2 separate regions of the Anser cygnoides genome follow, and region 2 is linked to region 1. The links are chromatin contacts, called in public Hi-C maps. All regions are on one chromosome and are shown on one strand. The core of a region is the stretch at or near the end of the contact, and the rest is flanking DNA. Distances in the headings are between cores, read along the strand shown.

Region 1 (5,625 bases), core at 1,240-3,739:
TTCGTGGGTGAGGGATGCTTCTGGGCTCAGAGCAGGGCGCTTAACTCCTCTGCCTGGCAAACTCACCCATCGGTGCCATCGCCCCGTCCTTCGAGAGCAGGGAACGTACCCAGTCCTGAAGAGCCTGAGCATTGATCTTTGATGGAATTAAACTAGCAGTGGCAAAACTTCACAGTGCACAACGCTGCTCGCCTGGATGTGCAGGCAGGGAGCCACTCCGGCATCTCCCTGGCTGCCCAGAGCTGACCTGAGCCGGTGGGGGCAGACTGAAACTTGTGCCTTTGCAGTTACTCCTGTAAGCAGCTGGGGAACCATGCAAAAACATCCTCAGTTTTAATCCTGTGGAACCCTCGAGCAGGGACAGGACAGATGTAACTCACCCAGGAGGAGCGGGTGGGCATGGGCCTGCTTCCCAGTGGGCGTCTGCATGCGTTCACCCCAGCAGGACCCTGCCAAGGTGAAGGCCCAGCACCCGAGTGGCTGGCCAGCGCTGCCCAGGGCCTACGTCTGGTGATGTCCTGCGGTCCTGTTGTTAACACGATGTGCTCCAGCCAGGCCTTTGGGCTCCAGGCTATAACTGGACACGCATCAAGCCGTGGCTGAGGCTTTCTGGTAAAGCCACTGGGACCGCCCTCCCTGTGCCCCTTAGGAGGGGTGGAAGCTCAGAAATCGATCCGAGCCTCTTAATCGTCCTCTCCAGTCCATTTGGAGCTGGTAAGTGCGATGGCATAGAGGATGGATCCAGGAAATGACAAAGGGGAAAGGAGCCAGGAGGTCCATTACCCTCTTGGTGGGATGGGAGGTGTGCTGAGTGTTTGAAGGCAGGAAAGCAATAGCTTTCTCTGAGAAGGAGAGGAAAATGCGAGGTTCTAAAAATGAGCCTGGCATGGAGAGACAGCTGGGCTCAGCCAGGAGGGAGGAATGGAAAATGCGGTGGTGGCTTTAGGAGGAGCCAGGAGCTGGCACTGGTTGTTCTGCCTGGATGGGCTTCAAGGCTCTGATCCGCCACCATATGGATGCTCAGTTCAGCAGCATCACTGCGGGGTCTGTTTCTAGCTGCCTGGTGGGGGTATGCCTTGGGCAGCAGAGAGTGCTTCTTGCCTTCTGCTGCTCAGGAGCCTAGCTCCTGGACAATATCCCAAAACAAGAGGTGGTCACGTGTGCCTGGGCTTTGTAACCCCTCTCCCACCCAGCCCTGCTTTGAGACCCGTAACAAACTTTGTTGTGCTCGTCTCTGCCTGCCGCCGAAGGCAGTCAGATGTCCTTGCTGCCTACATCCCCTGAAATCCCATTCCTCTCTCCGTGGGGGTGGCAGGGTGGCAGCTGGGGGCTGTGCTTGCCAGAGGCCCACCAGCCAGCAGCGTCGTGGTCCCTCTGCAGGAGACAGGCACTGCCTGAGCCCCCCTGTCACAGCCCCGTAGCAGCCAGCAGCCCTCCATCGAGCTTCTGGAAGAAGGTCACGGGCTGTCGGGAGGCTTTTGGAGACCCCACATTAAAGCAGGTGTTGAAGACCATATGGCACTCGGTGCTTCCAGAGCCTGGAGCACGCTGAAAGGGGATGTTCGTGCTCTTGTGTGGTGGATCTAATCAACAGGAAGATCTACCCAGAGCTTAGGGGTCTGATATAAAAAATATATATACTGAGCATGCCCTCGAGTATGATCCCATTGGTGAGGGAGCTGCAGGTGATCAACCACAGGTCACCCTTCCACTGTCTCCTGATCCTCCCATGACAGGAGGGGGATCCAGAGCGCTCATGCTCCCTTGACTCATCTCACTTCCACCGAGAGAGCGCTTGGTGTTGGTAAACAGCGTGTTATAAATAGGTGGCTGATGCTATATTGGGAGCTTTGCCTGCTGTCGAGCGCAGGCGTCGCAGGACCTGGGCCTGGGCGCCGTGAGCACGGCTGTGGTGTGATGAGGCCGCAGTGGGCACGGCTGGGAAGCTGCCTGAGCACCAGCTCTGCTCCACCTGGCCCTGGAAAGGTGTCCCCAGCCCTGCTGATGTGTGGATGGGGGCACTGCGGAGACCTGAAAGTGAGCGGGATTCAGCAGGAAGGAGTGATGTGCACGTGGCTGCTTCGGGCTGCAGGTGTTTAATGCGGAGACAAGGATGCCACAATTTGCAGTAGCGGGGTAAAGCTTTGGGCCCAGTCACACATGGGTGTCCCTACACGTGTGCCGTTTTCAGATGAAACTCAAAACCCACAGCATTGCCAGGACCACGGATGTCTGATGACCTGCTGTAAGCAGGAGGTGACACGCGGGTGTAAGTGCAACGTGGAGCCCAGCAGGGTCAACCGTGGCCCCAGCGTTGCACCCTGCCCTCCGCCCCACGTGCGGCGGCTGGCCCTGATTCCCCTACTCGGGATTCCTCGGAGGCTTTGATCGGGATGCCAGTCAGGTGGCATCAGAGCAGGGCAGGCTGCCAGGGGGGAAATTCCAGCCTTGCTGCTTGCTTACGGGGCTGTGGCGCGATTACCCTGACAGGCCTCGAGCACAAACAAGCGGGCAGCTTGGCGGCGGCCGGCCGGCCTCACGGGGGAGGCTGGAGGAGGTGCTGCCCTCCTGCCTCCTTGTACTTTTCCACGGCCTGGTTTAAGGCAGGTAAACCTGCCTGGTGCTCTGCTGGAGTGTCGGGCTGGCCCCTCGGAGCCATGAGGGCGCCTAGGAAGCGCCAGGCTAAAGGCCCCCTGGGAGCATGCTGACTGGTTTGTGAGGCGAGGCGGTGGTGCTGTGCCTTCTCCATTGACAAAATGTCCTTTAAATGGTTCCTACCTTACCTCTGGTGAGTGGCACGAGTCTTTCTGCACGGTGATCTGGAAAGGGCGTGCTGGGAGGACTGTCATCCATCACACAGTAATGGAGCTCTGCGCTTCGTGTCTGGAGATCGCCTTCCCAGCAAGAGGTTTTGGGGGGGTGGTTTTTTTCCTTTTCCGTTGTTTGTTTTTTTTTGTGGAATACCTATGGGGTATTTTGGAAAAAAAAAAAGGCTCTATAACAGCAACAGAAATGCAAAGGCCGTGTTTGTTGTGTGTGGCAGCGTTTGCCAAGAGCCTGATAAGCCCTGACGCTAACGCTGATGATGTGTAGCGAGTCTGGCAACAAGGTTCAAGCGTGTCCCGGTATGCAAAAATGGGACAGCTACGAGGATGTCTGAATGTTTGTTGATTTAAGTGGGGTAAACTGAATTTCATCAGAACAGTTGGCGCTTCTCGAACTGCCGTGTTTATTTAAAAACAAAGAAAGCTCGCTTTCCTCTTCTGCTGCAGACAGTTTGAACGCCATGGGAGGCAGCCGTGCTGGAAGGTAATGGGAAATGAGAGGGTAGGCCAGGGAGAGGGGACAAGGCTTTAGGTGTTTGGCCCCACTGTGACTGAAACAGTGCTCTGTGACCTCTCAGGGTATGAACACAAAGGCAGCATGTGGCAGTTGTCGCTGTAAAGTGTACCACAGGAACCTATTTCTCATCATCAGAGACAAATTCTGGTTAAGCTACTTGATCTTTGCTGCCTCTACCATGAGATGCTCGACTGGGGCTGGGCTGATAACCAGTACACGTAGCCTGGGGTCAGTGAATGGTCTTGGAAAACAGCTGGTGCTTGAAGCAGAGCACAGTGCTCGAGTCTGTCCCTTTTTAGGCAAACACTTTAATTTAGCTGTGTGTTTAAGTTGTGATCACTTCAGTGAGAGCATTTCAAGATAAGTGTGTACTTAGGAGCTTTCCTGAGCAGGGGTGATTTCTTTTGCATGAGGATCCTTGGAGAAATATCTTCACAAGCATTAGCCCGTACGGCTGCCAAGGCTAGATTTGTGTTGGGAGAAATACTGAACAGCAACCTCATCTGGGTTATTAATTAGTAATTAAACTCTGAATGCCATTATCCATTAATTGTTGCTATACTCCTGCTACTGTGATGCGTTTGGGAAGGCCAAACTTTACTCCTAAAAGGAAAACTCTGGAGGGATTGTTTGCTGGTCTGTCATGTTGCATTAGAGGCCGCAGCTGCAGCTTCAACAGGTGATTTGTCATTTCGTGTAGTTGTCCTGTTGCGGTGTGTTGTCCTGATTCAGAAACGAGAGATGGAACAGCACGATCATCCTCTCCAGCATGCCATCCGGCAGTGATCAGCCTCCTTCAGGTCAAGTCAGGATTTCAGTGGTCTTGGTATGTGCGAGAAGGGGCTGTGGGCAAGAGGAGCCCGTGTTACCACCTGCAAGCCTTCGATGGACTTTCTTAGGTTTGATATTTGCCTTTGTGGAGCTGTGCTCCGCGTAAACAGTGACTCAAAGTGGCTTTGCCCAATTAAAGTACCATTTCTTTGTTTATCCTAACGTTGAGATAGGACTCCAGATGACACAAGGCTTGCGCTGCTGCGCCTCGCCTAAAATTCAGTGCCCTTCTTCAAGCCTAAGCAACCGCTTTATCTCCCACACCTTTATCTGCGGCTCTGGGAGCCGGGCTGCTTGCCTTCAAGTGCCACTTCTGTGTCCCTGCTCTTGGCCGGGTGCCGTCAGCTCCGTGCCCAGCGCCCGACCGGCACTTTGTTCCCTGTGTTCCCAGGCTGGGCCCGGCTCCTCTTGCCAAGCCCAGAGGGTGGAGAGAGGCCGGTGAAAAGAACAGCCCGCTCAGCATCTCTCACGTGCTGCTGGCTGGCTGCGGGCCCAGCGTCCCCAGCCTGGCGCGTGTGCGTGGCTCCTGGCTACAGACCCCTGCCCGGCAGTCCGAGATCTACCCGAAAACTCAAAAGGAGGTGTCCAACCCTCGTGCTGCCCAGCAGGTGCAGGGGTTTCCCTGTCTGTGGTGTAGGCCCCTCTGGCAGCGGCAGAGCAAGCATCCTGCAGAAGAGGAACCAGGACGTCTTCCAGCACTGACACACCGAGAGGGGCCCAGCTGTCCATCTGCAGCTGTGTGGATAAGGGCTCGGGGACAAGGGTGAGTCTCAAGGCTGTGTTTAGTGTCCACCTCGCTCTGCTATGACCTTTGTTACTTACTCAGCTCGCAGCAGGAACTCAGAATTGGTTGTCTAGCCCTGCCCCGTGGACCGTGCAACTTCTCTTGCCTTCCCTGATGAGTTCAGTAGCTGCTGAGGCAGGGTATGTGCGGGGAACGATGTGTCGTAAAACCTCAAGGATTTCCCAGTGTCTCCGTGTCCCGGGTTGGACGTTCTCATGGCCAAGGTCACCTTGCTGCGTGTACCAGGTGCTGTGTCAGCACTGAGCTTTCCCCACTGGATGCAGAGTGCCGGTTCCTGGATGTTCTTCTCTAACTGTCCTGGCTTGCTGGCCGCATCCAGACCTCTCGCTGGGAGGGCCCTTTGCTGATGTCGGCTGTTGTTGAGGAACAATTGACTTCATTCCTCCTTTGGCTTTGGCTGCTGAACCTCTTATCAGCGTGCAGCTGTGATGAGAGCTCGGCTCCGCGTGCCGCAGGGCTGCGATTACGTTGCCCTTTGTTGCCTGCCCGCACTGGAGGTCCTTTGTAGACCAACCCTGCCAGGCAAGCACTACTCTAGCAGTGCAGCGAGGAAGAGGTGAGGCCATCCCTGCCCGCAACCACTCAGAGCTGCAGTCTGTGTAAGGACCACGGAAAAGGGCTGATGCAGCAGCACATCCTGCCAGCCC
Region 2 (5,625 bases), core at 1,941-4,440, 530 kb before region 1:
ACTGGTTGTCAGTCTACAGAGAACAAGACTCCCCTATTTTGTTTCTAATACCAATCACTTGGAGAGGAGTTCTGCTCAGCAGTGTGTTTCCTGGTCAGCCTCTCTTGTAGTCATCTTAAAGCCAGCAGCTGTTAGAAGGTGTTGGGTTCCAAGTACTGCTCTACTGGAAGCTTGTTTCCTTAGAAAAATCCCTTCCCAAACTGCTTCTACAAGTTTCTGCGTAACAGCTGTAGTTCATAGTTTATCCACCAGTAAGCCATAGCCTTCCTAATTCAGTTTAAACTTGTTAGAAATGCTCATGTTTTTCTGTTTTGTATTTACCAAACCAAGCCATGGATTACGTTTGTTTGTCTGGTAAATCTATAGACCTGTATTTGGAAGACGAGACTGAATTACCTATTTTCTTGACTACAGGCCAGCCTGTGTAGATTTTTAGGTTCAAAGGAAGTCACCTTTAACTTTCATTTATCAAAGAAAAAGAACTGGGATTGTTTTCTCACATAGGCTAAACTTGCTGTTTTAAGTGATCTAAATGCAGGCAAATCTGATTGTCTTGTCTGCAAATGTTTTGCACCTGCCACTTCATTACCTGGAATCATTAGTTAGATGAGGATCCTGGGAGAAGTTCTCCTTGTAGTACCGCATTGAGGGCACAATAGATGATGTCACCCAGTAAATCATCACATTGGTCAAAAGCTCATCTAGCGAGTACTTGCTATTGAGAGAGAAAAAAGCAATTTATCTGAGAGCTATTTTTCAATACGCTATATTGGGCTTATGCCTTGAAGAACAGTTGGTTGTCTGGTTCTCTACTCATTTTCAAGCAGCAAATCAGTTGACATCTGTGTGCTCAGAGCAAAACTGCCTGGTGCTGAACCAGTAGCTTGCAGGCAGCCTACTATAAGGTTAACTACTTGTCTTGTAATCTTTCATCCTTAAAATTAACCCAATCTTTTACCTATCTCCTCATTAGCTGTCATCACACTGCCTTTTAATGAGTTTTCTCATCAAAGAGCTTTTGTTTCCTTACCTTTCCAAGCCTCCATCATCTTTATGCAGAAATGATTTATTTGTCCAGGTAGAGAATTTCTCCAAAATATATGCAGCAAGCCCCACCGGGGAGTCATTCACTCCACAACCTAGTTCAGGAGAACAGCAGAGCTTTTGCATTTGCATGGCATTGTAATACTTCAACTGAAGTTAAACTGGACTTTCACAAGTTCCTCGGAGTTTTACATGAGAATTTGGTAGAGAGGTTGTATTTAACTAGCCCTGGCAGTACTTTATTCTTGATGAATTTACCCCTGTGGAGTTCCAGCTGTAAGTGACAGTGCTGCAAACACACGTGGCTCCTATGCAAGAGAAGCAAGGAGCAAAACCAGACCTGTCAGCTTCCTGTTGACATGCGGCAGGAGCACACTGGGATGTAAAGGGATTACACTGTACAAAGAGTTTTTAAATAAACTATTTGGGAATGCTGTCCTGCTTTGGATGGGTAATCAGGACACTGAGCACAGTTCATCACCTTTTATGTAATTTAAAGAGTGGAGTGCTGTGTATCCACTACCTGTTCCTGCCCTTTGGGAGCACTATGTTATAAATATTATAAAGGTAGTACATACGTATCACATTATCTCCATGTTTTACTTGTAAAACAAGGATAGTATTTACTTCAGTAGTGATACAGGCTTGCCTTCAGAAAATTCCTTAGCAGTACTCTAGGCTGTAATTTTAGAGTATACTAAGCATTGTGTACTTTCAGGTGCATTTTAGTGTGGCTTCAGCACTGAATGACTTTTTAGAAGATGATGCACACCACGGACTGTTTAATAGTGGGCCTAGCGGAGTAAATTTGTACATTGGCACAACAATTTCCTGCATGTCAGGCCCAGAGTAATGTGCTACAGATTGAAATCATATAAACGCTTTGGCCAGCAACAGTAGGGCAGTCTTAAATGCGTCATCCAGCATAAAACCCATCTGGAGATGAGCATTTTCTGGGCTGAAAGCTGCCTCTGAACTACTTTATGGAGTGTCTGTGGATTAGACCCTCAAATAGCAGACTCGTTTGCAGCTTGTTACTCAACCTGTACCATATTCAACATGCCACAACTGGTGCCGTGTGAAAATACTGTGACTTTGCTTTAAACTTGCCTGATAAGAACTGAACTGATAATATAGATATTTCTTACAACTGAGTAGGGAATATATATTTTTTTCATATTTATTTTCTACATTTCACAATTCTAGTGTGCTAAGAAGTCCCTGCTGTTTTATCTTCCAGGTTACATAGTCCTATACTGTGTACAGTGTTTTTATGGAAGCTGCTTGATCACGCCAATTTGCCTTTTTTCCCCCCTTTTTGTATTCTGATTCTAAAGCACGCTTATGAAACAGGGTGAACAGGAATGCAATGGATTCTGAATATCATGGATTTGGTATTTTGTCTTGGTCTTTTTTTGTTGTTTTGTTTTATTTTATTTGACAGTCTGTAAAATGCTCTTGAACTTTGGCTGAGCTGGCTGACATTTGAAAGAACTAACCATGACTCATGGATTTTCTTATATGGCAGCAGCCAAAGAAGAGCCCATTGTGATTTCTTCCCCTAATTGCTTTGCACTTTGGTGACATCAAATTTTATTGGCCAATTTATTCAACTAGTCAATTAAATGTTTTCGCAACTCTCTGCAGTTATCTTTAGATTAAACTAAGCCCTGGATAGCACTCAATTTTTCACTTAACAATTAACTTTTCTCTGTAGAGAAATTAGGATCATGCTTAATTGTACAGGTGCCAGCACAGATTTTTGTGATACTCTCCTCACCCCTGGAACTTGCTTACTTATTCCTGTGTTCAGATTCTCATGTTAACCAGTTATTAGTCATGAACTTAGTCCTATTCTAAAGGCAGTTTCATTTTTTGGGAAACATCGGGGAGGAACCTCAATAAAACTTAGTTTTTGGAATTTGCTCTCATTTTTGAACCCTGATTTTCTTGTGATACTATCACCTGTAAATCAATTTTCTTCTTTAAAATAGTTCTGCCAGCTTACTGATCACAAAGACTAGACATACTGATCTGTATTTTTCCAGGGCTGCTGTCCCACCACTTCTTGTCTATTTAAAACAAAACAAACAAAAAACAAAAACAAACAAAAAAAGCAGCCTGGTATCTTGCTTGCCTCCTTTTATTTCTTTGGTATTGTGATGAGTTCAAGCAACAGACTAGGTATTATTTAACATTTCACTTTCAGTTACTTCTGAAAGTTTCAGTGAATAGCCAGGCTGAGATACTATTCATTCTGTAATCTCTGCTAGTGACACCAGTCTGATGCAGTTCTGCTGTCTTTCCTAGTGAGAGAAAGTACTCAGAAGAATACCCCATAATCTTTACTAGTGTGGACTAATACAAATAATTCATTTAACCTTTCTGAGATGGCCGTATGTTTCTTCTGACTCTTTATCTACTGGCCACACTGACTCTGTCAGCCTTCTGGCTTTTAAGATTTAGGGCTGAGTCTACCTTTCTGCAAATTTCACATTACACTTGCTTATGATCTTTTTTTCATGTTTTCACCCATTTTTATTTCTAGAAGCTTCAGTTTCAAGACCCTACGCTTCACTTTAAGAGGCTTTTTGCAAAGGGGTTCTTTCCTCAAGAGAAGTGGTACTCCATTTTAAACAGTTTTAAAAGTGATATTTGCAGCGTCCAACTTTTTTTTTTTTTTTTTAAAGACAGGTTTTGGTCCCATGTCTTGCATTCAGTCACCGGAATGCATTGCTTTTCAGATGCAGTAGGCCTTTGTTCGACTATGAGTTTTTTTTTTTTTTTTTTTTAAATACCATGAGCAGTTTGTATACTATATATAGCAATATAAAGAAGGTTCATTACCTGCAGTGTCTGGTTTGGTGGCTTGGATATGTAAGTATCCAGATTCTCGCAGAAGATCATACACATTCTTCTGCATGAAGGGGTACATCCGTCGAACGTCTTCCCTAGTGAAGCCTACAAGCCATGGTACGTAAGCCCCAAGCATCACTTGAACCAACTTTTTAAAACCTTGCATGGTGATGAAGACAAGATTCACATGAATCCCCTTCACAGATCTAAAATCAAATTAATTAATAGAAAGTTAAATCAATAAACTTTCTGTATCCAGATTTTCTAGAAAGTAAGTCTGACTGGTGCTATGATAGAAGCATTTCATAGAGTCAGATATATCAAGCCCTGAAAGAACCTGAAAGGTTCGTTGTGGTTATCATGGTTCAAAAAGATTGTAGGAGTTAGAAATTATACAGCTGGTGCCATCTCCATTCAGCTGCGCCACTGGTATGTGATGCCAGTTTTTAGGTGTTAAATGCTGAGCTATGATGCCATCTTCCACGGAAGGTATTTTGTTTCTTTTCTGATCAGGCTCCCTCAACTTTGCATTTTAGATGGGAAAGTGCTATACTCTTCAGCTGCTGAAAGGATGAGCTCCTTTGATTCCCTTTGCTACTCACTCTGGCAGCATCTGGGCCATGTTTGTAGTAATTCGAGATCCCCAGTCTCCTCCCTGAACATAGTATTCCTTGAAGCCCAGTCTCTTCATCAGCTTGTGAAATATCCGAGCAGTTGCGCGGCTGTCAAAGCCTGTAGGTAAAGAGAAACACCACACAGGAGACCCGTTTGTCCCAGCATGCATTCCCTGGCCAAAGATCACGGCCTGACAGAGGCAAGTGAGTGTGCTGCTGTGAAGGCACTGCTCCACCTCACTCCTTGACAATAAACAGAACTCCAGACGATGTAAATTCAATGCAAAGAGGAGAAAGTGGAAAGCAGAGATGGCTTCCAGCTACCACTGCCTTCCAAATCTCCACAACCAGCCTTAGAGCCTCAGTCACGTCAGCATACGTGCAGAGCCAAGTTTACTGAACCTCAGATCCAGAATCTGCCTTCCTGCATTCACAGGCTTCAGTGCACAGGGGTCTGGGGGATAGCTGAAGTGTTACACCAAAAACCTTGCGATTCCGATGGAGCCTCTTCATCACTTACCTTTCTGGTGCGGAGCCTCTGAGAAGCCATAGCCTGGGATGGATGGGCAGATGACCTCAAACACCACATCGCCATCACCCAGGCTGTACTTGGCTGGCTCTGTGAGCAGAGGGATGATCTTGTAGAACTCGTAGAAGGAGCCAGGCCAGCCGTGGACCATCAGGATAGGTTGAACAGCTCGTCCATGAGGGACGTAAGGAGGCTTCACATGGATAAAATGGATATCAATCCCTGCCAGACATCAAAGAGATAGATTAAGCTCTGTCTCCATCTCAATTTCTGTTCTGGACTCTGAAGAAGGAGGTTGGCAAAGTATTAATTAGGTTTCATGGCAGAAATTATACAGTCAACTAATGGCAAGAAGATGCCCAGCTGAAAGGGGGATGCCTGGCATTGTAGCTATTTCTCATCTTTTGCATACAGACCAAGGTATTGATCTCAGCCCCAGAAATTGGAGTTGCAGCAGACTGAGCATCCCTCTCCTGAGAAAGTGGTTTCACAGTAATGGGTAGAGCTACACTTAAATTCACAGCATAATGCAGGGAAGACATTGGGCATTACCACACAAAAACATGACATAATGACATGAAA

Evidence for each region. Hi-C and Micro-C count contacts between places; a contact is called where the count stands out from the background.
Region 2: a contact with region 1 is called in a Hi-C map of liver, with 2.6 times the contacts expected there. The contact joins two enhancer-like sites. A contact is called at or near these places in 2 of 7 Hi-C or Micro-C datasets (both in liver).

What each region holds. Positions count from the first base shown.
Region 1 is chr3:33,918,390-33,924,014 of Taihu_goose_T2T_genome, reverse strand. The region is part of intron 1 of TMEM63B (transmembrane protein 63B); the gene reads left to right. Among named protein-coding and RNA genes, the nearest start is that of MRPL14, 8.9 kb to the left of the region's middle. Within about 2 kb of position 2,489, at least 2 of the 3 cell types and tissues checked have open chromatin away from gene starts, as enhancers often do. A contact at or near this core is called in liver, where this site is marked.
Region 2 is chr3:34,445,531-34,451,155 of Taihu_goose_T2T_genome, reverse strand. It overlaps LOC106029739 (epoxide hydrolase 1-like), which reads right to left. Exons shown (of 11, transcript XM_013171012.3): 6 at 5,035-5,265; 7 at 4,503-4,632; 8 at 3,892-4,106; 9 at 1,031-1,139; 10 at 590-715. Among named protein-coding and RNA genes, the nearest start is that of MAD2L1BP, 7.8 kb to the left of the region's middle. Within about 2 kb of position 3,190, at least 1 of the 3 cell types and tissues checked has open chromatin away from gene starts, as enhancers often do. A contact at or near this core is called in liver, where this site is marked.